Linked DNA regions of Sus scrofa: region 2 is linked to region 1. A link is a contact called in public HiChIP or PLAC-seq data. All regions are on one chromosome and are shown on one strand. Each heading gives the region's core, a stretch centred on a gene start, on an enhancer-like site or on the middle of the called end of the contact. The rest is flanking DNA. Distances are from core to core; before and after follow the strand shown.

Region 1 (5,366 bases), core at 1,336-3,835:
ATCCCCGGTTGCTGTGGTTGTGGTGTAAGTTGGCAGCTGCAGCTCAGATTCGACCCCTAGCCTGGTAAACTTCATATGCTGTGGGTGGGGCCCTAAAAAAAAAAGAAGGAAAGAGGATGAAACCATTCACAGCATGGTTTAGAAAAGCTACTTGGAGCAAATTCTCCTTTGAGAAAAATGAACACACACAGCTTTCTAAGGCCCCCTGCTTCCGGCCCAGCTGTGTCAGGAAGATCATGAGGGCCCAAGGGCACTTGCCTCCCTCCCTCCAAAGACTACAGGAGCTACTATGGGTGGCTGGTCCCTTGGAACCCTGTGGCAGTGGAGACAAGCCAAGACTGTTCCAAATCTCCAAGACTCCCACGTTGGGGCTAATTGCGTCTCTTTTTGGTAAATTTCATTAAAACAACGATCCAGAAAAGAAGGTATTTGTTCTGAGTTATCCAGCTAGGGGAAAATAATTTTTTAAATTACCATTATTTGGGTAGAAGAAAAGTTTCAATGGTGCTACCGGGGGCTCTGAAGAACTTGGGTTTCCGGAGACGTTAACATGTGTAAAAGGTCTGGAGGATATGCTTTTGCAGCTGAACGGAGGATCTTTAGAAACATCACTTTGCTGTGTTTCCTGATGGGGCCTGAGAGCAAGCAGTGCGTGGGGAACCTCCAGGTCGTGACCGCCCAGCCTCACACAGTTGACACTTTAGGCTGGATAATTCTTCGCGGTGGAGCCTGTCCTGTGCATTGTGGGGTATTTAGCAGCTTCTCTGGCCTCGACCCGCCAGGAGCCAGGGAGAGTCCCCCTTCCAGCTGTGATAACCAGGCATTGCCACATGTCCCCTGGGCAAAGATGACAGCCGACAACTGCTGATCTAGGGAAAACCATGTCAGTTCATGGCTCCTTGATGATGTCTTCAAGGCATTGCCTGAAATGTGTGCTTCTTAATTAACAGTGCTTCAACTACGTGGGTGTTACCCCTAAAAACATTTATAAACACAATATATCAGGGAGTGGGGTATGACTGTGTTTGAGTCCTTGGAAGCACTGGAGCCCTTACATTCCTGGTGTTAGTGAGTTGGTGATACGATGGCTCGTGTTGCTATTAACTATGACTATCTCTGTTATTAGTGTCAAGCTCTGTGCTGAAATTAGCATAAAGAATCTCCCTGAATCCTCACAACCGCCCCGAGAGGGAATTCGATGCTTATGCCTATTTAATAGATTGGGAAAACTGAGGTGACCAGGTCAGGATCACACAGCTAAATGCGTTCTTTCTCGTTCTGCCCAAGTCCAAGCCAGTTTCTCCCTCTCAGCATGAGCTTTATCTCCTCCTGGAGGCTCGGATTGTATCTATAACTGACCCTCCTTGACACCAGCTCATCCTTTCAGTGTCAGCCTGGCTCCCCCAGAACGCTCCCTGACCCCTGACCTTACCCTCGGACCTCCTTAAGCTCCTGCCACTCCCTGTACACAGCGTGCTTGTTGGATGTGCTGTGACCGCACCATCTGTTTGGGCTTCTGACTCTTCACTGGGAGAGTTGAGGGTCAGAGGCTTGTCTTATTTATCTGCATCCTCCGTGCCTCACCTATAGGCCCCACCCTAGGAGCCCAGTTCACATGGACTGTCGAGTAAAAGCTTTGTAGCTGGAGTTAAGGAGAAGGACAGAGTTACTTCTGTGTGGGTTGAAACAGATGAGGCGTGAAAGGCCAGGGATCTGAGAAGACAAAGACCGTTGAAAACAGAGCAAGAAACTTACCCAAGAGCATGTAACTGGGGGTGGGGGGATGCAAAGAAGGGAGCCCTACAGCCAAAGCCAAGCGGCGGTCCCCTGTCCCCCTGCTCAGAGCTTTGTCCACCGTGTTATAGAAACGTCGATAGTGAGGCGCAGGGGTTTTGATGACACCGATGTAGGTAAACAAACGAATTTGTAGGTTGACACGCGGCCAGCCATAAATTCATAAAAGGTAAATATTGACACTGGAAGATTATATATCACTATGTTTACTGTGTAGAGGACTCGGCTAGGAGTTAGGAAAGCGTGCATGTTCATTTTAGTTCCTTGGAAAAGCAGTGAGACTCCAATCAAATCATTCCATTTCTCCGTGCTTTTATTTCTTTTGGCGGTGGAATTCTGCTGGTTAAAGAGCATGTGATCGACTTCTCTGCTTTTAAATGTCTCTTTCTGTGAGCATGCTCAGCTGGAGGTGGAAAAATCGGCAGTCCTCTTGGGTTTCATAAGGATAAAATCCCACTGCGGTCTGTAACTTGTGTGCTTATAGAATTACAGAACCCCAAAGCTTTGAGGAGACTGATAAATCACCTCGTGCAAATTTCCTGCTGGTGCCTGAATTTCTTTTACAGAATCCCCAGCAGGTGCTCGAGGAGTCTTATTCCACAATCCATGATGTAAGGAGAACGCTGGTTCAGTCTGAAGGAAGCTAGTGTAGCCCATGCCTCTGTGGGGTGTGGGTGTGTGGGTGTGTGTGTGTGTATGTTCTTTCTGATGGGTGTACGGCTGCATGTTCGCCTCACTTTCTGCCGGGGTTATGACTTAGTGGTTTCTTACACTGTCAGTCATGAGTACAGGGCTTAATGACGACATCACGTAACATAACCGCACTTATGAATGTCAGAGACTCTTCTAAACCTTTACATAGGACAGCTTGTTTAATTTGTGTGAGAACCTTTTGAAGCAAATGCTATTATTGTTTTTTTCAGATAAGAAACCAAGATTCAGAGAGGTTAACTAACTTGCCTAAAGACACATCCCTCCTAAGAGGTAGAGTCTCCCGTTTACTTCAAACAGCGCTGGAGCTATTAATAACCCAATCAGTGTTTACTGAATCCAGCTAATGCTATTCCCATTTGCCACCAGGCCCTACTCCCCTGCTACAGATGAAAGGGTAAAGCTTACATATGCAAAACAGTGCCAACATTGGTATAAGTTTTGGAGATTTAATTCAACTGAGGGATTGGTTTTTTCATATTATTGGAGGTTTTCCTTCAACTATCAAGTTTGAGTTTCAAAAACACGAATATCATAAAATATAAAAATATTTTAATATATACTTCACTAGGTCATATTTACAGATATTGTATTAAGTTAATGTATTGTCAAGTCTGCTATAAACAAAATAAACACAAAATATAAGACTGGATCAGGAGTTCCCGTCGTGGCTCAGTGGTTAACGAATCTGACTGGGAACCATGAGGTTGCGGGTTTGATCCCCGCCTCGCTCAGTGGGTTAAGGACCTGGCTTTGCCGTGAGCTGTGGTGTAGGTTGCAGACACGGCTCAGATCCCTTGTTGCTGTGGTGGTGGCAAGGGGGCAACAGCTCCAATTAGACCCCTAGTGGCTGTAGAAAAAGACAAAAAAAAAAAAAAAAAAGAGAGAGAGAGAGAGAGAAAATAAATAAATAAATAAAATACTGGATCAATATGGAAGGTAGAGTAATAATTTAGGCTTTCCTAAAGAGAAACTCGATAAGATATTTCTTTTGGAAGATTACCAGGCTTTATATTTTCCTTTAAAGCACAACCTAAAATCAAGAACTCATTTCTACATTCATTTAAAAACTGGAAATCTGAGGCAGATGTAGCCAGCGTGAGTGAATTAACTGAAGGCTGATGTTCTCACTTACGGACATGTATTTTATATAAAGGAGTTTGACCGTCTCACCTAGTTAATCATTAACGGGAGGAAACTCTAGCCAACTCACGAAGCAGGTAAAGTTTATTTTTAGGTGTTCAGCTGGCTTCTCTCTCCGGCTTCTGCTTCTCCTTGGGGGTCACCCTGGATGCCTAGTAACCTCAGCCTGACTCTCTCTTCCAGAAGGAGCAGTGTCCTGTGGTTTAGACCTTTCTTCTTACGTCAGGACCCTTTCAGATGCAAGAGTTAAAGCACTAACGCCGCTTGGCTGGAGGAAAAGAAAAAGAATTTGCCCAGTCGGAGGATCTAGACATGCAGATGATATATTTGGGCATCTCTCTAGATCTAGATCCTTCTTTCTATAAAGGTTCTAAGTGGTAGAACACAGCTGTTCCAAGCTGGCATTTTGCCAGTCTAGCTACTCCTGCTGAAAAAGGGGCAAATATCTGAATATTCCCTGAAGGCCTAGATTGAAAGCTCATTGGTACCTGCCGTGTACCCACACCCATTTCGGAACTAAGGCTGAGCCTGCCCCATCTCTAGAGTTGGGATGGGGTTAATCCCTCCATAAATAGATGGAAGAGTTGGGAAGAGGATAGTTTTCCAAAGGGAAATTGAGGCTCCAGTACCACCTGCGTGGCTGGCACCAACAATATCTGCCCCCATCTGGGCATCAAAGAAGACATACCAGATACTCTCATAGGATGGAGATGGATCAGCACAAGCACTGATCCCTTGCCAGTACTCTTCCCAGTTGATATGCAAACCAATCCTCTTGAATTCATAATACAGTTAATGTAAGGATGGAGTCAGTCAAACTGGATCCGTAAGCGAGACATGAGGGCTCTTCAGGTAGCCTGTTCTACATGGCCATCCGTGACTCCTGCTCTAATGGAATTTTTCGAGAATGCCTCGAGGAAGATGTAAGGAGAAAATGAGTTGGTAATGGACAAGCAGTTTTTTAAATAAGCCCACTAATGGGGCACATTGGGTGCTTACCGACTGGTATGAATTCCATTCGCCTGAGCAATTCTAGTTCTATACTACAGAAATAGAATTGTTCCTTTTCACACTGGTGTATCAAGATGTAGGTACAAAGATATTCATCGCAGTGTGGCTTGCAAGTGTGAAAAATTGGAAACAACTTAAATATTCACCAATAAGGGGAAGGTTAAATAAATTATGATATAGCCAAATAATAGAAAACTATGCTGGTATTACCTGAACATATTGACACAGAAAGATGTCCAAAAACATTTAACAAATAAAGTTGAAAAAAAATGTGTAGTAAAATCCCACTTTTTAAAGAAACAAGATGCGTGTGCATGCATAGACAGAAAGGGTCTGGAAGAATGCACACAACTTGTTAAAATTGTTCCTCCCACAAAATAGGATCAAGTGAAGGAGACTTTTTACTTTTTAAAATATGCATTTCTGCCTTCTGTATGTTTGGATTTTTACAAATGAGTATGTATTTTAGCTTATATTATTTTAAAGTGTTTTTAAAGATGGAAGTAATATCTAAAATCATGTATCATTCTTTTAATGCCTTCCACCCAAAAACAGTCCTTTTTCTTGGGCTCCCCCAGTCTTCCCTCTGGAAAATCTTTCCCCACTGCTCACATTTGCAACTCACACCCTCACTTCTCACTGCACTCCTTTTGTCCTAAAGAGTGACCCAGCCAAGACTTACAGCCTTATTAGGCATTATTTCTAAT
Region 2 (5,422 bases), core at 138-2,637, 250 kb before region 1:
GACTCCAGCCTGCAGAGCTTTGTGGTCTTAGACCAAAGTTTTTAGAATGGTATCTTACCCCTTGAATCTGTCAATACACGTGCCAACCCAAAACTGTCAGGAGGTAGCTTCATGCCAATTCATAAATGTATAGTATTCAGCCAGATAATGGCCATGATTGACATTCTGCCTGATTTATTTTCTTGTGCATAAATCAGGACTGTAGCCTATACACAAGTGTCATTTACAAGGTTGTTTTAGGTTGGGCCCATACACAGCATAAGCCTTCCAGTATAAATGGAATGATACATAGACTGATGTACATGTGAGGGTTTAGGTATATATGTATAAACATACATATGTGTATGGCCACAAATATACATACACATTATATATGTGTGTGTGTGTGTGTATGCCTGCAAATATACATACATATTGCATGTTATGCATAGCTATGTGTAAAATACCCTCTCACTGGGAAACTAACTGAACATGGTCAAAATTTATTTGAAGAAATACAATTCTGAAGAAATGCGATTTCCCATTTAGTCACTGTTTCTTTCTACATGTCTGTTTTCTGACCTAGTTGTTTGAACTAAGCTTTTCTTTCAGGCTTTCAAGCTTAATGTCAGTGGTGTGTTTGCCAGCACATAATTGAGGTTATACTCTAGCTCCATTTTATAACCGAGATCCATGATCCAGAATATCTTCACCTGTTTGAAGCCACACACGTCATTGCCTAGAGTTTGGTACCCTCAGTGCCAATGGGCAGAAGATGATTTAGGTGGTGAGGTCCATGGGGGGTAAGCAGAGGAGGGAGAGAGTCTGCTCCATCGGAGAGGAGCCAGTCTCAAGCTGCAGACGCCCAAATGTCATTGCATTTATTTATATGGTTACCTTCTATTCGTGGAAAATGGTATTAGTTTTCTGTTTACAACAGTGATATTTCATTTCCTTTTCGGGTCAGTGTACTTATGGAAAAAAGATGTCAATTGAAAGCATATTGCATGCATAATTATACAAGCAGCATGCGAGGTGGCAAAAAGTATGCAAGTCATATGCAAATGACTGATGGTAAAAGCAGGTGGAGGCAGCAGAGAGGTTTGGGGGTCAGAGTTCACGGCTTGGTGAGTAAACTGGAGTTGCTTAACCTCAACTTAAAAATAGCTGTGGTAACCTCAGGGCTTTTGTCTGTTCAAATGGAAAATATGTCAAGGGGAACATAGATGCCCCATAAATGATCTTTGTCATGATAATAACTGCTTTTATTACTCTTCCCTGTCATTCATGGCATGGTGTGTGAGGAACCCAGTATGTACTACGTGCTCAGCAAACAGGGACTAACTGTCCATCGTCAACAGCTTCCTTCTCAATAGCCTGTAAACAGACATGTGATTCATGACTCAGTTGTAGCCGATACCAGTCCAGTGTGTGATGTCCTGGGGCCTCTTTGGGGATATGCCCTTGGAGACTGTTATGTATGATCACTCTGGCATACAGAATTCTAAGCAAATAAAGAGTGAGCTCTCTTTCCATGCCAGCATTGCCTACAAGGAGTTAAGTTCTGTGAACAGCAGGCAGCTTTCTATAAAGTAAGGTAGAAGCTCCTTCTGTTTCTCCTGTGATGAAATAAGTTAAATATTAATCATCTGTTTGTTTGAGGTTATAAATGTAAAAGGTTAAAACTGTATCTCGAAAGAATGCCTGAAATTCTTTCCTAGAAAGAATCGTATATCAGGAAATTCAACCACAAATCCAACACAAATTGAAAAAGCTTCTCAGGAAGAAAAATAAATTAAGATGGGCAACCTGAGATGACTGAGAACATAAGAGGCAGGGTTGTATGTTATCTAAGTGCATGGGAAGCTAGTTAAATTTACAGGATCCCATCTCAGGACCCCTGTGCAGACAACCAGAGATAAATGAATTAGAAATGTGCTGACTGCAAGGAAAACTGGGGAACCAGGAAAACGGGAATTAAATGAGACGGTATCCAGTCCCAGAGAAAACAAAGTGAGAAACCCCTAGGAGTAAATGAAGCTTGGCTGAATATAGACACCATAGCACATCTTTCTCTGAAACTGTGTCCTTTTTAAATGTTTTATTATGGAAATTGTCGAGCACACACAAAGAAGTGAGAGTGATGTAACAGTTTTCACAGACCCGCCACCCAGCTTCAACGATAATCCACACTATGCCAATCTTGTTTCATCTGGCCTCATACGATTTGGGCAAGGACTGGGGCTAGAGCACTGAAGGTAAATTTTGGACATGGCGTCAACTTCAATGATGCAAACACTCCAGTATGCATTCGCTAATGCTCAGGAATATTTCGAATAGTTACTATGCTATTATCAATCCTACAAAATAAACAAATTCCTTTTTACCGTCTAATACCTATAAGACTGGTCTAAGTCAGCATTAAAACATGGCCACAAGATGTGTTGGGTTTTTCACCTCTTAAGTCTCTTCTATAACAGCTCCTCTCTTTTTATACCATATATTTGTGGGAAAAATTGAGCCATCTGTCCTCTAGATTGCTACACATTCTGAATTTGTCTGATTGCTTCATTGAAGTATCATTTAACTTGTTCTTCTCTCATCCATATTTCTTATAAATGATGGCTAGATTTAGAGCCTTCCTTAGATTCTAGTTCATGCTTTAGGCAAAAATGTTTCATAGGTGATACTGTATATTTTATTTTTTTAATTCTTTTTTTATTAAAATATAGTTGATGTACAATGTTGTGTCGGTTTTTGCTGTACAACAAAGTGACCCACATATACACACACACACATACATATATAATACACATATGCATATATACATATATAAATACATATACATATGTACATACATGTGTATATACAAACACATGCATTCTTTTTCTCATATTATCTTCCATCATGTTCATCTAAAGAGATCAGATATAGTTCCCTGTGCTATAAAGTAAGATATTTTCTTATTATATTCTGAGGCATATGATATTTCTTTGCCCCACTTTTAGAGATTGAAAGAGTGGGTTTATATGTTCTCAACCTGGTCCCTCCTTTATACAATTGAAACTAGAAACTGTCATACTGAGTGAAGTAAGTCAGAAAGAGAAAGACAAATACCATACGATGTCACTTATATCTGCAATCTAGTATACAGCACAAATGAACCTTTCCACAGAAAGGAAAATCATGGACATGGAGAACAGACTTGTGGTTGCCAAGGGGAAGAGGGAGAGGGTGGGATGGACTAGGAATCTGGGGTTAATAGATGTAAACTATTGCCTTTGGAGTGGATAAGCAATGAGATCTTGCTGTGTAGCACTGGGAACCATATCTAGTCACTTGTGATGGAGCATGATCATGTGAGAAAAAAGAATGTAAACATGTATGTGTGACTGGGTCACTTTGCTGTACAGTAGAAAATGGACAGAACACTGTAAACCAGCTATAATGGAAAAAATAAAAATCATTAAAAGGAATTTCCCATCCACGTTTGACAAACATTTTAGCATTTCCTTGTAGAATGGTGATGATCTTAACCAGCCCTACCTTACGAGCTGGAGTTTTTCTGCAGAGACTCCACCTCATCCACCATTTGATTGCCCTGAAATGCAGGAAAAGCAAGATAAATGCTTGACTCTTTCTCTTTACTTATCATCAGTTTTCAGAGCAGTAAAGTGGTGCCCTGGAAACACTGTTTTTTAAATATTATTACATGTTATGTGTTCGGTCTCTTGTAATGATCGTTTTTGATATTCGAGTTGTCCTCTGTCAGTACAGTGGGAGCTCCTTATGGTTGGCCCCTGTGTCTCTTGACACGATCCCTCTTCGTCTTTGATGGCCTCCTCGCTTACTAGCATACCATGATTTCCTGGGCTTATCTCGTTCATTGCCTATCCCAGACCTAGACCCAGCCTTTTCCAAGAATGCAGTTCCTTGTAGAGAGACAGAGCACTTAGAGACCACAATCTGAATGCCAGGATTTCTCCTGGATGATCATTGCTTCTAAGCCTTTTCAACAGATGAAGCTAGGACATAAAAATGAAGAGGAGGAAGTTCCCTTATGGTCCAGTGGGTTAAGGCCATGGGTCACAGCTGTGGTGCAGGCTCAATCCCTGTCTGGGGAATTTCTACATGCCACAAGTACAACAACAAAAAAAAAAAAAAAAAAATGAAGAGGAGAAAAATTATGAGATCATATTGATATTTTCAAATGATATTTAAAAGGTTTTTCTCTTTGATTTTATATGTGCATGTATTTTATGCTGAAAATCTAGTTTCTCAACAATATTAACATAATTACTTCTTTTATTTTACCAAATATCTATAATAATTAGAAAATAAGGTTACAATATTACCACTGATGACTCTTGAATAAAAAGAAAATTGGTTGGTGGGTATGTTTTAGTGAGACAAAGCAACATTAGCAACATACACATGGGTTAAATTGAAAAGCTGTCCTGTGCACCAGACTCTGACTTTGCCTGGTCACATTAGCATGAAGCGTATCCACCTCAAGCTATGGGTACTTCATGCAGTGGTTTTTAGAAAACTCTATCAAGGCATTTGAAGCTGGAATTCCATGCCCAATCTGATTTATCCTAACTGCTTGGGTCTCACTCCACTTCCCTTTAGCCCTACCGGATAATGCTACCACATACACTCTGCAAGGGCATGGCTGTGTCTTTTATTCAGTGTATTATATGTCCAGTATATTATGTAGCACCAAGCCCAGGGCTTATCATACTCACCTGTGCACAAGTCCATCATCCTACATGTTTTAGGGGAGTCACTGAAAGGGAATGTTGCTGCCCAGCCAGATGTGCTGAAATAGTCATAGGTGACAACCCAATGGCCACCTCTATCTTCAGATGCTCTACCACTTATTTCCAGGCAAAAGTCATAAGTGTTATTTATGGACTAAGAGCTGAAAAGATTCTTAGAAGCCTAACTCAAGGTCTTCCTTTCCAAATGAGAAATTAAATTAGCCAGAGACCGGGCTTACTCCTGAAAGAGCTAGAGTTAGGTCCCAGAGGCCGTCTTTCCTGCTCTGGGATGCTTTCTGCTCAGTTCTACAGTGTCCTGCCTTCTCACCCATCTCTGCATCCTCTCTGGACCAGCCCTGATAAACAAAGCAGGTGGAAATTCAGCCGTGTCGTGTATTCCCTTTCAGGACATTTGAGTACATTCTCTCTCGTCAGGCTCAGATCATCGCTAACTTCGCCCCAACATTCTGTTTTTTCTTGTCCTAGCTGAAGACACGAGGAGTGATCAAACACATTGTCATAGGCTTGGTTTTGTCCATCTCTAACTTCAATTTGTATTAGAATGCAAAATCCAGTCCTGCTAGAAACAGTAATAAATCCCTATTTTGTCTAACCCAGGAAAAATTCAGTGAATTAAAAAACCATTTTACCAACATCTACAAACTTTATACTTGACGTCC

The links. HiChIP or PLAC-seq counts read pairs in DNA pulled down with a chosen protein or histone mark.
Region 2: a contact with region 1 is called in an H3K27ac HiChIP or PLAC-seq map of alveolar macrophages. The contact joins two enhancer-like sites. A contact is called at or near these places in 4 of 47 Hi-C or Micro-C datasets (liver and skeletal muscle) and 1 of 2 datasets of contacts at active chromatin or transcription factors (alveolar macrophages).

Annotation. Positions count from the first base shown.
Region 1 is chr2:144,941,325-144,946,690 of Sscrofa11.1, reverse strand. It overlaps a transcript of NR3C1 not described here. Among named protein-coding and RNA genes, the nearest start is that of NR3C1, 14 kb to the right of the region's middle. Within about 2 kb of position 2,585, at least 4 of the 83 cell types and tissues checked have an H3K27ac peak or open chromatin away from gene starts, as enhancers often do. A contact at or near this core is called in alveolar macrophages, where this site is marked.
Region 2 is chr2:145,186,041-145,191,462 of Sscrofa11.1, reverse strand. No RefSeq gene overlaps it. Among named protein-coding and RNA genes, the nearest start is that of NR3C1, 260 kb to the right of the region's middle. Within about 2 kb of position 1,387, at least 7 of the 83 cell types and tissues checked have an H3K27ac peak or open chromatin away from gene starts, as enhancers often do. A contact at or near this core is called in alveolar macrophages, where this site is marked.